Linked DNA regions of Capsicum annuum: region 1 is linked to region 2. The links are chromatin contacts, called in public Hi-C maps. All regions are on one chromosome and are shown on one strand. Each heading gives the region's core, a stretch centred on a gene start, on an enhancer-like site or on the middle of the called end of the contact. The rest is flanking DNA. Distances are from core to core; before and after follow the strand shown. Region 1 overlaps LOC107870346 (bifunctional purine biosynthesis protein PurH). Region 2 has its middle 13 kb from the start of LOC107853483.

Region 1 (6,033 bases), core at 1,982-4,481, 190 kb before region 2:
AAGCAGATCCAGTTAGTGCATTTGGTGGTATAGTAGCCTTCAATGTCGAAGTTGATGAGGTAAAGTTGCTCAATGGACCTTTTCAGATGCATATTTTGATCTATTTGTTGATTATGATATTGCATTTGCGCTTTTTTGTTTCTTTCTAGAAACCTAAATGGGTAATGATGCATTGAAGGGTTGTTTGTTCCTCCCTCTCACATCAACAATCATGGGGAAAAATAAAGGAAAAAGAAAATCTTAGCTGTTCATTTAAGTGATTAGGTTCTCCTGCCACCACCCAGCATTCCTTATTTGAAATCTTTGAAGATCTAGCCAATCGAAGATGTGTTTACACTGTTTTTTAGTGCATTTATCTTTTCTATGTCCTAGCAAACTTTCTTTGTTATATGGCTTTATTAAGTAAGCCGAACACAACTTGTTTGGGACTGAGGCCTAGTCGCTGTTGCTGGTTTTATCGAGAAAGAAGTGTCAACATTTGCTTTATATCTTATTAGTACAATATACCAATTCAAGAATTAGAATGATCTTGTGGTTCAACTAGTGCCATAAGAGGTGCGTGAAAGAGTTCTGTTGGGGCAAAAAAAAGAACAAACAAGATGGCAGTTGAAAAAATTTCGCACAATTTAAACAAAGAAGAGAATAGGTGGAACCTCCAAGCATTGTGACATAAGTCGTGGTGCGAAAAGACTGTTACTATCATCCTTCCCCCTTGTCATTTGTCAACAAGGGTGATGTTTCATGCTGTAAGATGAATAACTGAGTGTTATTTGGTTAGGAGAATTGCAAACCATGGATAAGTATCTGTTGCTTCCCCTTTTCAAATGTTTAACAGTGTCAATGCCCGATATCTGTATTTAGTACTACTTTTTAGTAGTTGCAGTTTACATTTTTTTGTCTGCTATACTGCACCTTGAAGTGTTCAACAAAACCAACTCAAGTTAAGGGGTCGCATCAAGGTTGATAACTCTTTTAATCAACCTGCTTTGGTTCTGTGCAGGCACTTGCCAGGGATATTCGAGAATTTAGGAGCCCTACAGATGGTGAGACTAGGATGTTTTATGAAATAGTTGTCGCACCAAAGTATACGGAGAAGGGTCTTGAGGTTCTCCGTGGGAAGTCCAAGACTTTGAGGATCCTTGAGGCAAGTAAAAACAACAAGGGAAAGCTTTCTCTAAGACAAATTGGTGGTGGTTGGTTAGCTCAGGACTCAGATGATTTGACCCCTGAAGATATCCAATTTAATGTCATGTCTGACAAAACTCCACAAGAAAATGAGCTTACTGATGCACAGTTTGCTTGGTTATGTGTCAAGCACGTCAAGAGCAATGCCATAGTAATTGCAAAGGTACTTTCTACATGATATATATCTAATGAATCATATTCCTTTCATTGTTTTCTAAATGTAATTTTTGTATTGCAGGACAATTGTATGTTAGGAATGGGGAGTGGACAGCCAAATCGTCGGGAGAGCTTGAGGATAGCTTTGAGGAAAGCTGGAGATGAAGTAAAAGGAGCTGCTTTGGCTAGTGATGCTTTCTTTCCATTTGGTACGTACCTTTATTTGCGTTATGCATGTACCTGTAGAGCAAACCCTACATTAAAAGAAAGTGAGACACCAGGATTCGGCAAACTCTGACTAGTCGAAAGTGCAAATTTTAAGAAAATATACCATAAAGAATGGTAACTGAAATTATTGTAAGAAGGTGTTAATCATCTTCTAATGTGCCTTGAACAAATGTTTCTGATCTATTTTTTCTTTTGGTTTCTGATAAAGTTTTTTCTCTTTAACAATTTTTTTTTTCTGAATTAAATCAGCATGGAATGATGCTGTTGAAGAGGCATGTCAAAGTGGAGTGAGTGTTATTGCAGAACCAGGAGGTAGCATAAGGGACAAGGATGCAGTGGAGTGCTGTAACAAGTACGGAGTCTCGCTTGTTTTCACTAACGTGAGACACTTCAGGCATTAGATGTTTGATAGGGGCGTAGGGCATCATTAGACTCGTAATCTATTATCTTTCCAAAGTGTTTGTACCATGTGTTTTTGATAGCTAGCATTCATCTCTGATAGTTTTGAGGAATAATCTATGATAAGGAGTATGAGTGTGTATTATAGCAAAATTGTAGTTTTCGAACTGCTTGATGGGCTAAGTTGTATCATTTAGGTAAAACAATGTTGGGGTCCACTCAGAAGTGAATGAGTATAATGCAAGTGTACTGATTACTAATTTTATTTATCTGTTATGAAGTATTGTTTTTTTTTTTTTTTGGTAATGATTTTTCTATGAAGTTACAGAATTACTTGCTGTAAATTACGTCAAATTAACATGTATTTTTGACATGTTTAAAGGGCCTCTTATTCTGCCTAGTTATATTAGTTTTAACAAAGGCCAAATTAGAGCAACAGGAATGTCTTCTGAAGCACGTTTACAATCCCTGAATTTCGATAACTCTCTTGTACCATAGTAGATTGGAATCATCATCCTTTGTGAAATTTATGGAGACATCGTGCCTAGTGTCATGAACTCCGATCTTTACAAAGCAGAAACCTATACCTAATTCTTTAGAAATGTACCTGCGATCTTCGTCCTGCATTCGGATTTCACAACTTCATATTAATCCTCTGCCTTGATATCGCTGTGGGGATTCTATTGATAGTATCTTGTACACAATCTGATGGCTCACTTTTATTAAGGGGGAAGAGCACGGAAATGTGCCACTAAAAGACAAAGATGGGTTGTCAAGAGCGACTGAGACAGATAGATTGTCAAGAGTATAGAAGAAATAGGATGGATAATTGGTCAGATCTAGTATGGGTCATATATGAACGTGGTTGGGAGTTGGCGGCTCTCCCAGGTTCCCTCATTTGAGATCTCTGGAGAAGAGGATCAAGTTGGCCTTTGCATCTCCCTTCAACCCTTCGAACGAAATACGACAAAAGAAGAATGAAAATCCACGAACCAACCCCATCATCTTCACCCGTAGGAACTACGAGATCACCCTAAGGACATCTTTGGCATCCACTGGTCATGGACCGACCTATTCAATAAGTGAAATGCATTAGTTGTCAGCTCTCAAGTCGGGCAGTCAGGGTCGGAAATGCATTAGCTGTCCGCTCTCAAGTCGGGCAGTCAGGGTCGGAGAAGGGCATCTTCTTGTTATCACAACTTCACCTCATGACGATTTGAGTTTGCAGTTGCGGTCTACGCAACATGTTAACATAAGACCTTTCCCAGCAATTGCTCCTAGCGTTGGATTCGTGTCAATTTGAACCTTCATACGCATTGGAGTGTGTTTCGTACACTGTCCAATGGTAAGATATTTTGGTCGTGCGCGTCGGTAGAGCTACTTACTTTCCAACCTACAGGTATAACTTTGGATTGCTGAGCTCAATTGGACTTGCATCACTTATTTTAGTTTAACAAAATTGGCTACAGAGACTTGTAGCTGATAGATGTAACATCTCACTCATCTAGCAGATTGGTTGATATTGGACCTAGAATCAATTTTCACACTGACATGGGGCTTGGCAATATGACTTTTAAGACCCTCCTTTGCATCATGACTTTAAAGTCAAATCCCTATCCTTAACTTTGATGCCACATAAGCATAGCCAAGCTAGTACCCGACGCGGTTATTACCTAAGATGTTAATAAGTAGGCTATAAATGAAAACGAATCTAAGTAGAGGTTAGACAAATTAAATAGTGTACAAGTTTTGAATGCAAATTTGATAATGTTGCTTCGCTTAGCAACATGACGCTTGTATTGCTCTCTCACAAGGCTACTCTCATTTCGCTTGCCTAAAGATTCATAGTGTAGATAGAGTTTCTCTTGGAGAAATACAAGCGTTGATCTAGTCTCCACCGGAGATACAAAGGAATAAATCAGACAAACAAAAAAGGAGAAAGGCTGCTCAATAAATGAAATTGCCGAAAAATTAATTTTCCTTTTGGACTATCTGAAAGTTCTCCAACTTGAGTTATGATAGTACGCAATGACGGAGCCAGAATTTTCATTGAGGGGGTTCAGAAGTAAATATAAGACTAGTCGAAGTGGGTTCAACATCTACTATATATAGATGGTTAAGCTTTATATATAGATGGTTAAGCTTTATTAGAAAGAGCAAGATACATAGATGCTTTTATTATTGTTACACAGGCTTGGAGACAATAGGAATTACATGCATATTAAGTTCTCTTCTCACTGTCACACCAAAATACACCTCACTCATATCTAAGTCTTCATGTTTGATCCTGTTGGGAAGCTTCCAATCAAAATGGTATAGAAAAAGCGCCAATGGATGCTCTACATTTGCTAGACCAAATGACATGCCAGGACACATCCTTCTTCCCGCGCCAAATGGTATGTACTCAAAATTATTTCCATTGAAATCAATTGAACTATCAAGAAATCTCTCTGGTTTAAAGCACTCTGCATCCTCCCAATATCTTCCAATTGTCCAAACATTCACCAATTTTCTGGTATTTCATAACCATCAATTTTACAGTTTTCACTACTTAGTCTTGGAAGTAAAAAAGGGGCAGGTGGATGCAACCTGAGTGTCTCTTTGATAACTGCTCTTAAGTATTTCAACTGATCAAAGATTGATTCATCCACATAACCTTTTTCACTAAAAACTCTCCTGACTTCTTCTTGTGCTTTCTCTAAGGCGCTTGGGTTCTTGAGCATTTCTGCCATTGTCCAATCAACTGTTGATGCTGAGGTATCTGTTCCGGCTGCAAACATATCCTGTTACATCTAAGACATCATCTCAAATTAGAATATGTTAATTAGTCGTTGGAAGGAGGGGAAAAACTTACCCACCGGAAGAAGAATAGATCTAGTTGTCCTATACGTTTTTCTTTTCCTAACGAAATGTTGTGAAGAACCAGAATTTATCTCAATACGTTTCATTTTATAGGACGTGTATGACTAGGCTACATGAAATTTAAGAAAAAAGACTTGTGAGCCAAACCAAAAGTACCCCTTAAACTTGTGGTTTTAAACATATGATTCTAAAAGTATGTCACTATGGGTCATATAATGAAAAGTTTAAAGCCATAGAGCTTCCAGATAAAAAAATGTCATTATTTTGGAACAGAGTAAAACGAAAAATGAAGCGAAGGGAGTAAGATTACTAACCAAGATCACTGCTTTGATGTTGTTTCGAGTTAATTCATAATTTCCATCATTTTGGACTCTTAAAAGGACATCCATCAGGTCCTCATGCATACTTGTGTTGTTAACATCAGTATGGTCATCTATATTCTCATCAAGTAGCCTATCTACTTCATGGTGAAGCTTCTCCAATTTTGCCCTAAGGGCTAAGACCAGTTATATCTTGAAGCCACTTGATTGAGGGGTAAAAATCAGCAATAGTAAAGCCAGTAACTTTAAGAATTCACATAATATAGAAATGAACTGCTCTTGGTTCTTGTACTTTTTCCTAAATGCTGCTCTTGAAGTGAATCCCAACATAGTTGTATGTACCATTTGAGTCAAATTAACAGGGGATCCAGCATGGCTAGCCAACAATCTAGCAAGACCTGAGGCCGAGGCGGATCTAGAATGTTAGGACTCCGGAGCAAGTTCATGTGAACCCGTCATCATTTTCGGCATAAACAATAGACATATAAGTGAAAATCGAATAAAATTGAATTTTGAATTCAGATCTCAAAGAATTTCTCTCTATCTGAATTTAAGTGTCTTAGTTTGACTAGACATTAGATTTAGGAAAGTAATTGAAACTTTTGAATTTCGGACTCGCAAGATGCAGAAGAAGATTGTGGAATGAGATCACAACCAAGACATTCCTTCGCCAATGAAACCAATTTCTATTGTGATCAAATATTGGTCGACAAGAAAGAGATCAAAATGCTACTAGATGGAGCAACGGCGAGGCAATCTTCTAATTCTTTTACAGAGAAGAGCTGCACCAAATTGTTGAAGGCGAAATATGTATCTCGTGGTTGTAGCTGATTGTTGCGGGCAAAGAAGTACGAATCCTCAGACAGATGTCACATATACAAGT
Region 2 (6,270 bases), core at 205-2,704:
TGGATCTCTCACTGTGTTGGTTGTCTATGTTGATGACATCCTCCTTGTTGGTGATGATGTTACTGATTTAGACAATCGAAATTCCTCTTTGGATTCTCAATTAAGGATAAAAGATCTTGGTACTATTCATTTTTTTTGGGACTCGAAATCACTAGTCATCCTCAAGGTTATCTTATAGATCAAAAGAAGTTTACTTCTGAGTCATTATCTGAATTTCACGGTGACTAGTTTTTCTCTATTACTGCTCTACTTGATGCATCTCTCAAACTTACTGCTGATATGGGGTACCCCCTACTGATCCATCTACTTATCGTCGTCTTTTTGGTAAACTGAACTTTCTCCAACACACTCGGCCTGATATTTCTTACTCTGTTCAATATCTAAGAAATTTCTTCAGGAACCTCAGGTGCCTCATCTTCTAGCTGGACTTCATGTTTTGTAATATTTGATGAACATTCTTGATCAGGAGTTGTTGTTGTCTAATTCTTCTGATATGACGTTATTGGCTTATTCTGATTCTGATTAGGATGCTTGTGCTCAATCTCGTAGATCAGTCACTAGTTATTTCATTACCTTAGGCGGCTCTCCCAAATCTTAGAAAAGTACAAAACCAACCTACAATTTCTCTTTTTGCTGCTGAAGCGGAATATCAAGCTTTTCGAAATGTGGTGGTTGAGTTATCCTGGTTGGTGCATTTACTATGTGATTTTAGTTATCCTATTTCTCATCCAGTTTCTGTTTACTATGACAGCTAGGAAATCTTACATATTGCCAAGAACCCTGTCTACTATGAGCGCACAAAACACATTGAAATTGACTGTCATAATATTCGTGATTGCTTCACTCTGGTCTTATTTTACTGTATTTTGTTTTTTCCTCTGGTCAACTTGCTGATATGTTCACCAAATCGCTCTCTGGCCCTGCTCATCATCACATTATTGGCAAGCTTGGTGTGTGTACACCCTCCAGCTTGAAGGGGGTGTTGGGGTTATTATGTAGTTAGCTTGCATTGTATATTCTTAGTCACATATGTATATTTGTTTACATACAGTTTATATTTTGGGCTCTTGTATTTAGATTGCACAGAACAGTCTTGGCCCATGTTTGCTTAGTGGATACCTGGCCCAAATGTAATTTGCTATATAAAGGCAAGTATTAGTTGTGGTAGGTGAGATTTTTCAGACATCTTTCCAATTCCAAATAAAGGCTCTTCATCTCTTTCCTCTCTTTTTCGAATGTTCTACGGCTTCTTTGTTCGATTCCATCTTTGAAATTTTTGCTCGATTTCACTCTAACAAAAGATAGATCATGATTTTTATACTTTTGAATCATGTTGTCTTCCACATAATGATTTGAGTGTACTTTACTTTATTTCGTATTAGTTATTTTTTGACTAGTTAGAAACGTACCTAGAACAAGTTCCATCAAAGACTTTCTATAGGTTAAGCAAAAGCTTAGACAAACTTTAGAAATTCGCAATTTAGTTACATAAGATCATCAATAGCTCAATTACTTGTTCTATAAACTTTCATCTTATCGATATTTAGCCATTTCTAACCCAATATATATTTGTTTAAATCAACGGTCTCTTGTGTCGTATAATTGTACAAAACAAGAGCTGCCCACTTCAACTTAGAACCCGAACTCCGTCATGTTCTAATTGAGCACCTAAGCACATGATACATTGCTCCTATTGAACACTTACAACTTAAATTTTGAAAATAGTTTCTGGGTATGTTTTCAAATGCTTATTACATAAATTAGCTAACTACTTAAAAAATTATTTTTTTTAATTATACACACTCTTGAAATATAACGGCAAGTTCATGGAATGTTTGATGTATTCCACCTTTTAATTATGTTTTTGAATTTTGTTCATTCGGCCCTTGATTGCGTGCCTCGCGAGATTGGATAATGGCGCCTACATTTGCATTTATGGACATAGTAATAGTAATTCATCAATGTATGTATATGATGAAGAACAATATTTATAAGAACAAACACGCTTCACAATTCATCACCTAATAAAAATTATAAGTACACATATTGAACATAGAAATTCAACCCATGAGTTGCTTTATTTAATTCAGGCATATCTTTTTCTGGTAATGAAACAATTGCCTCAATCCCCTCCACTTTGATTATCCATAGAAAAGATGTGTTTCCAAGCCCAATTACTGGAAATGTCACCTTTTGAAAAAGTTTTTCTTTCTTCTCAACACATGATTCAACACTTTTATGTGACTATATATAGCAGAAAAAAAAACGAGTGGGAGTAGACCATATATAGCACAAAAAATTAATCTCCCAAAAAATTGCATTTAAAGTGTGCACATGCTATGTAGCAGTTTACTTTAGTTTTTATAATAAATGATTTGAAGAATAGTTGCAATCCAATTTACATATTGAAAGAAAAACTCACATGCCTCGTAGCAACAATTTATGTGAGTGAAAGGAAATTACTTGCACAAATTTATGATCATTGACCAGACTTTAGAAAGTCTATTATGAAGAGAGAAGCTAACAAAATTTTATTTTTGTTCCTGTAGAATATAATTAGAAATTAGTACTCCCTCCGTTTCAGAATAAGTGAATTGTTGGATATTTATTGGTGTTTCAAAATAAGTGAATCATTGATTTTTTAAAAAAAAATTTACCCTTATGATTTGACAACCAATTAACTTTTGAAAAGGCATTACAAGGTCAACTTTTTCTTTTTTAGGAGTAAAAATAAAAAGTTATGTTAAATTTATATCTTTAATGTTTTTTCCTTAATCTGTGTGCCCAAATCCAACAATTCGTTTATTATGAAATGGAGGAAGTATTAATTATGCATGGCTGAGCACTGTGTGGTACTCTTCCTCCTAAGGTAATTTTGATTACACTTTTTTTTTTGTTTAATTTGTTATTTTATTAATCAAAAATGTCAAGATGGACCAACCCATCCATCATAAACCAAAAACCAAAATTTGAAATAAGAGGACCGACCCAACATGCATGCTAACCCGACCCAAGCAACTAACAAATAAAGGGGGTGTAGGGTTTCCAAATTCAGCTTAGAGCTAAACTCCACTTCAGACCGCCTCTTCCACCATGTTCCCTTTCAACAATGAAGAGTTCACTCTTCTCCAGCTATGGGTTGCAATGTTGTCTCATGGATGCATCGATTTGAAGCTTTTTCAGCTTGCATGAGTGAGTATTCCTTCTCATTACTCCATTTGATGCATTTTACTTCTCTTAGCTTCTGTTAATCTTTTTTGCTTGGTAAATCTGCAGTTGAGATCTCCAGTTTATGGATGCTGCCAGTGTATTTTGGTGCTAACATATCGGGTCTAGTCCACTAAGGCTTGTGTCTTTCTCCAAGTATGATCTGTACCACTATTTGCTTAATGTCTTCCCTGTATCTTCCTTTCCCTCTTTGTAACATGTTTGAGCTGCAAGTATAACTGGGATGGAGATTCTGGGATGCTTGGACTCGTTGATAGTTGGATAAGTTTAAGTACCTCAGTTGCTTAAGATACATCTGACCATGAGACCCCCTATCTGATGAGATTCCTTTTTTGTTGGCTGGTGTAGATAGGCTAATTAGCATTTTCACCCTTTTTGTTTACCTTCTCCTATTGTAAATATTGCTTGTGAAACTTGTTGTAGCCTTCCAGTCCCTTACCCCTTTGTTGGTGCTAGTCTCAAATTTGGACATTGCTGCTTGTCACTATTTAGGATCTTCCTGCCTATGCTTGGTACACTACTTAAAAAAATAAGAAAATCGACCACAGCTTGTGGTCGGAAAAAATCGATCACTTGTGGTCGGTTTTTTTTTTTAAAAATAATTTTTTAAAAAATATGTGGTCGCTTTTATATTTTAAAATTTCAAAATAATCATTTGAATAATTTTTATATTAATTATTATTTCTTTTAAAAATAAAAAATAAAATAAAATAAAATAAAAAACGATCACTTGTGGTCGATTTTAATTTTTTTTAATTTTTTTTTTTTAAATCGACCACTTGTGGTCGATTTTATTTAAAACATATAATTAAATAATTTTTTAATAACCGACCACATGTGGTCGGTTTTTAATTAAAAAAAGAAAATAATTTTTAAAAAAGCGACCACTTGTGGTCGGTTTTGTTTTAAAATTAAATTTAAAAATATTTTGTAAAACCGACCACAAGTGATCGGTTCTGGGATTAAAAAACTAAAAAAGTAAATAATTTTATAAAACCGACCACTTATGGTCGGTTTTGAAATTAAAAAATATTAAAAAAAATTATTAAACCAATCACTTGTGGTCGGTTTTTATTAAAAAATTATTATATGTATAATCTAATATATTATTTTTTGAAATTACACTGATCAAACGTAGTCGATAACCAATATAATAATAACAAAAATCAATAAATCTTAGATTTTGTGAAAAAATTATACTAAAAAATATATCAAATAAAATAAACAAATTACGTTAAACATAATCTTTATCTTTTACTTATGTTTCAATATATAAAATAAATATTTTCCTTTGTATATACGTTAAATATGCATAATCTTTGTATAATGAATATGTGTGTGTATATATATATATATATATCATACCATTGAGATAATGATATTATGCTACTATTGAAGTTATAATAATGTAATGTACATATATAACCGATAATTCATCATAATATTATGATTGTGTTCTATTATGAGTAATATACTTGTGGATGTGATGTATATATAGTACGCATTCAAGAGTTCATATATATAAATATCTTATATATATATATATGATGTAGTGATCGATTGATGAACGATGTAGTCAAAAACTAGTAGAATTTATCCAAACATATAGAATACCTTGATATGAAATGATAGAAGTAATAATATACTGTACGTTGAAGTTTTATTGATGTAAGCCAATCAAATTAATAGATAACTCATCAAAGTATGTATATGAAATATGTCGCATTATATTATTGGATAATATACTCGTGTACGTATGTGATGTATATAGTACGAATTTAGAACTTGATATATATAGTCGATAGTATGTATATGTGTGTGTATGTATAGGTATATATATAGTATATACATATTATATAGTGAAGGTATATTAATGACATAAGATAAACTAATCGATAATTCATCTGAGTGTATGTGAAATACATTGTCTAATACTGTGGGGTAGTAAAATCGTATATACGATGTATATAGTACGTATTTGAAAGTTGATAGCCAATTGAATATATTTATATATACACGTATATCTCATGTAGTGACATATGCAGTAATCGAAAGCTCGATAACTAAATCTATATATCAAAATACTTTGAATAATATGTTGATATCATACTATTGAGGAAATAGATATACTATTTTGTGTCAATGTAAACACGCGTATATTGTTGAAGTTGTAATAACATAAGACAAGTAATCGATAATTTATCTAATTAACACGTTGTATAATTATGAGGTATATATATATATAATATCGTATTTAAAATCTAATTAATCAAAAATTTATCATAATATGCAAAATTCATTGATATTAATATACGTTTGAGGAAATATACTACTCGTGTTAATGTGATGGTAAAATAACTAATTATCTGATTTATATATATACGCATTGTATTAAATTATTTGGATGTTGTTATAAATATTATAGAATTTATTAAATTTTAATTTATTAATTTATTTTATAGTTTATTTTAATTTATTAATTTATTAATTATAATTTATTAAACTTTAATTTGTCAACAATTTTGTAAAAACTGACCACATGTGGTCTGTTTTCAAAAATATTTTCAGAAAATCGACCACATGTGGCTGGTTTTCCTATTAATTAAAAAAAATTATTAAATACATTTAACCCGACCCGACCGACACAACAAAATAACAAAACACACCCAAAATCGCGAACAACACAACAACACACACATTTCAACACATACAACAACACACACACAAATTTTGGACCTCCGATCTCTACTCCGGGGATGGTAGTGCGGCAAACCTCAACTCTGGCAACGACAGCTTCTCCGACGACTCCAACTTGTGAGTTGTTCTCTTCTTCTCTAACTTTCCCTTTCTCTCCCAGTTACTAAATAACATACACAAAATCCTAGTTGCGATTTTAAGTTTTAGAAATGTGAGTTGTATTACTAGGAATTTATTTGATTCAGCTGCAAGAGCAAGATCTTAGCTCAAATTTTCATAATTCATTGTCGTTTTTACTATTCCTTTTTAATTTATTTTTTGGGGGGAAATCTTATGTGATAATGC

Evidence for each region. A called contact is a pair of places that touch in the nucleus more often than the background predicts.
Region 1: a contact with region 2 is called in a Hi-C map of leaf, with 2.3 times the contacts expected there. The contact joins two enhancer-like sites. A contact is called at or near these places in 2 of 5 Hi-C or Micro-C datasets (leaf and placenta).

What each region holds. Positions count from the first base shown.
Region 1 is chr1:27,922,064-27,928,096 of UCD10Xv1.1, reverse strand. LOC107870346 (bifunctional purine biosynthesis protein PurH) reads left to right here. Exons shown (of 12, transcript XM_016716842.2): 9 at 1-59; 10 at 1,001-1,348; 11 at 1,424-1,550; 12 at 1,819-2,264. The coding sequence ends at 1,970. It also overlaps the pseudogene LOC124896120. Among protein-coding and RNA genes, the nearest start is that of LOC107870346, 8.3 kb to the left of the region's middle. Within about 2 kb of position 3,231, at least 3 of the 5 cell types and tissues checked have an H3K27ac peak or open chromatin away from gene starts, as enhancers often do. A contact at or near this core is called in leaf, where this site is marked.
Region 2 is chr1:27,734,550-27,740,819 of UCD10Xv1.1, reverse strand. No RefSeq gene overlaps it. Among protein-coding and RNA genes, the nearest start is that of LOC107853483, 13 kb to the right of the region's middle. Within about 2 kb of position 1,454, at least 2 of the 5 cell types and tissues checked have an H3K27ac peak or open chromatin away from gene starts, as enhancers often do. A contact at or near this core is called in leaf, where this site is marked.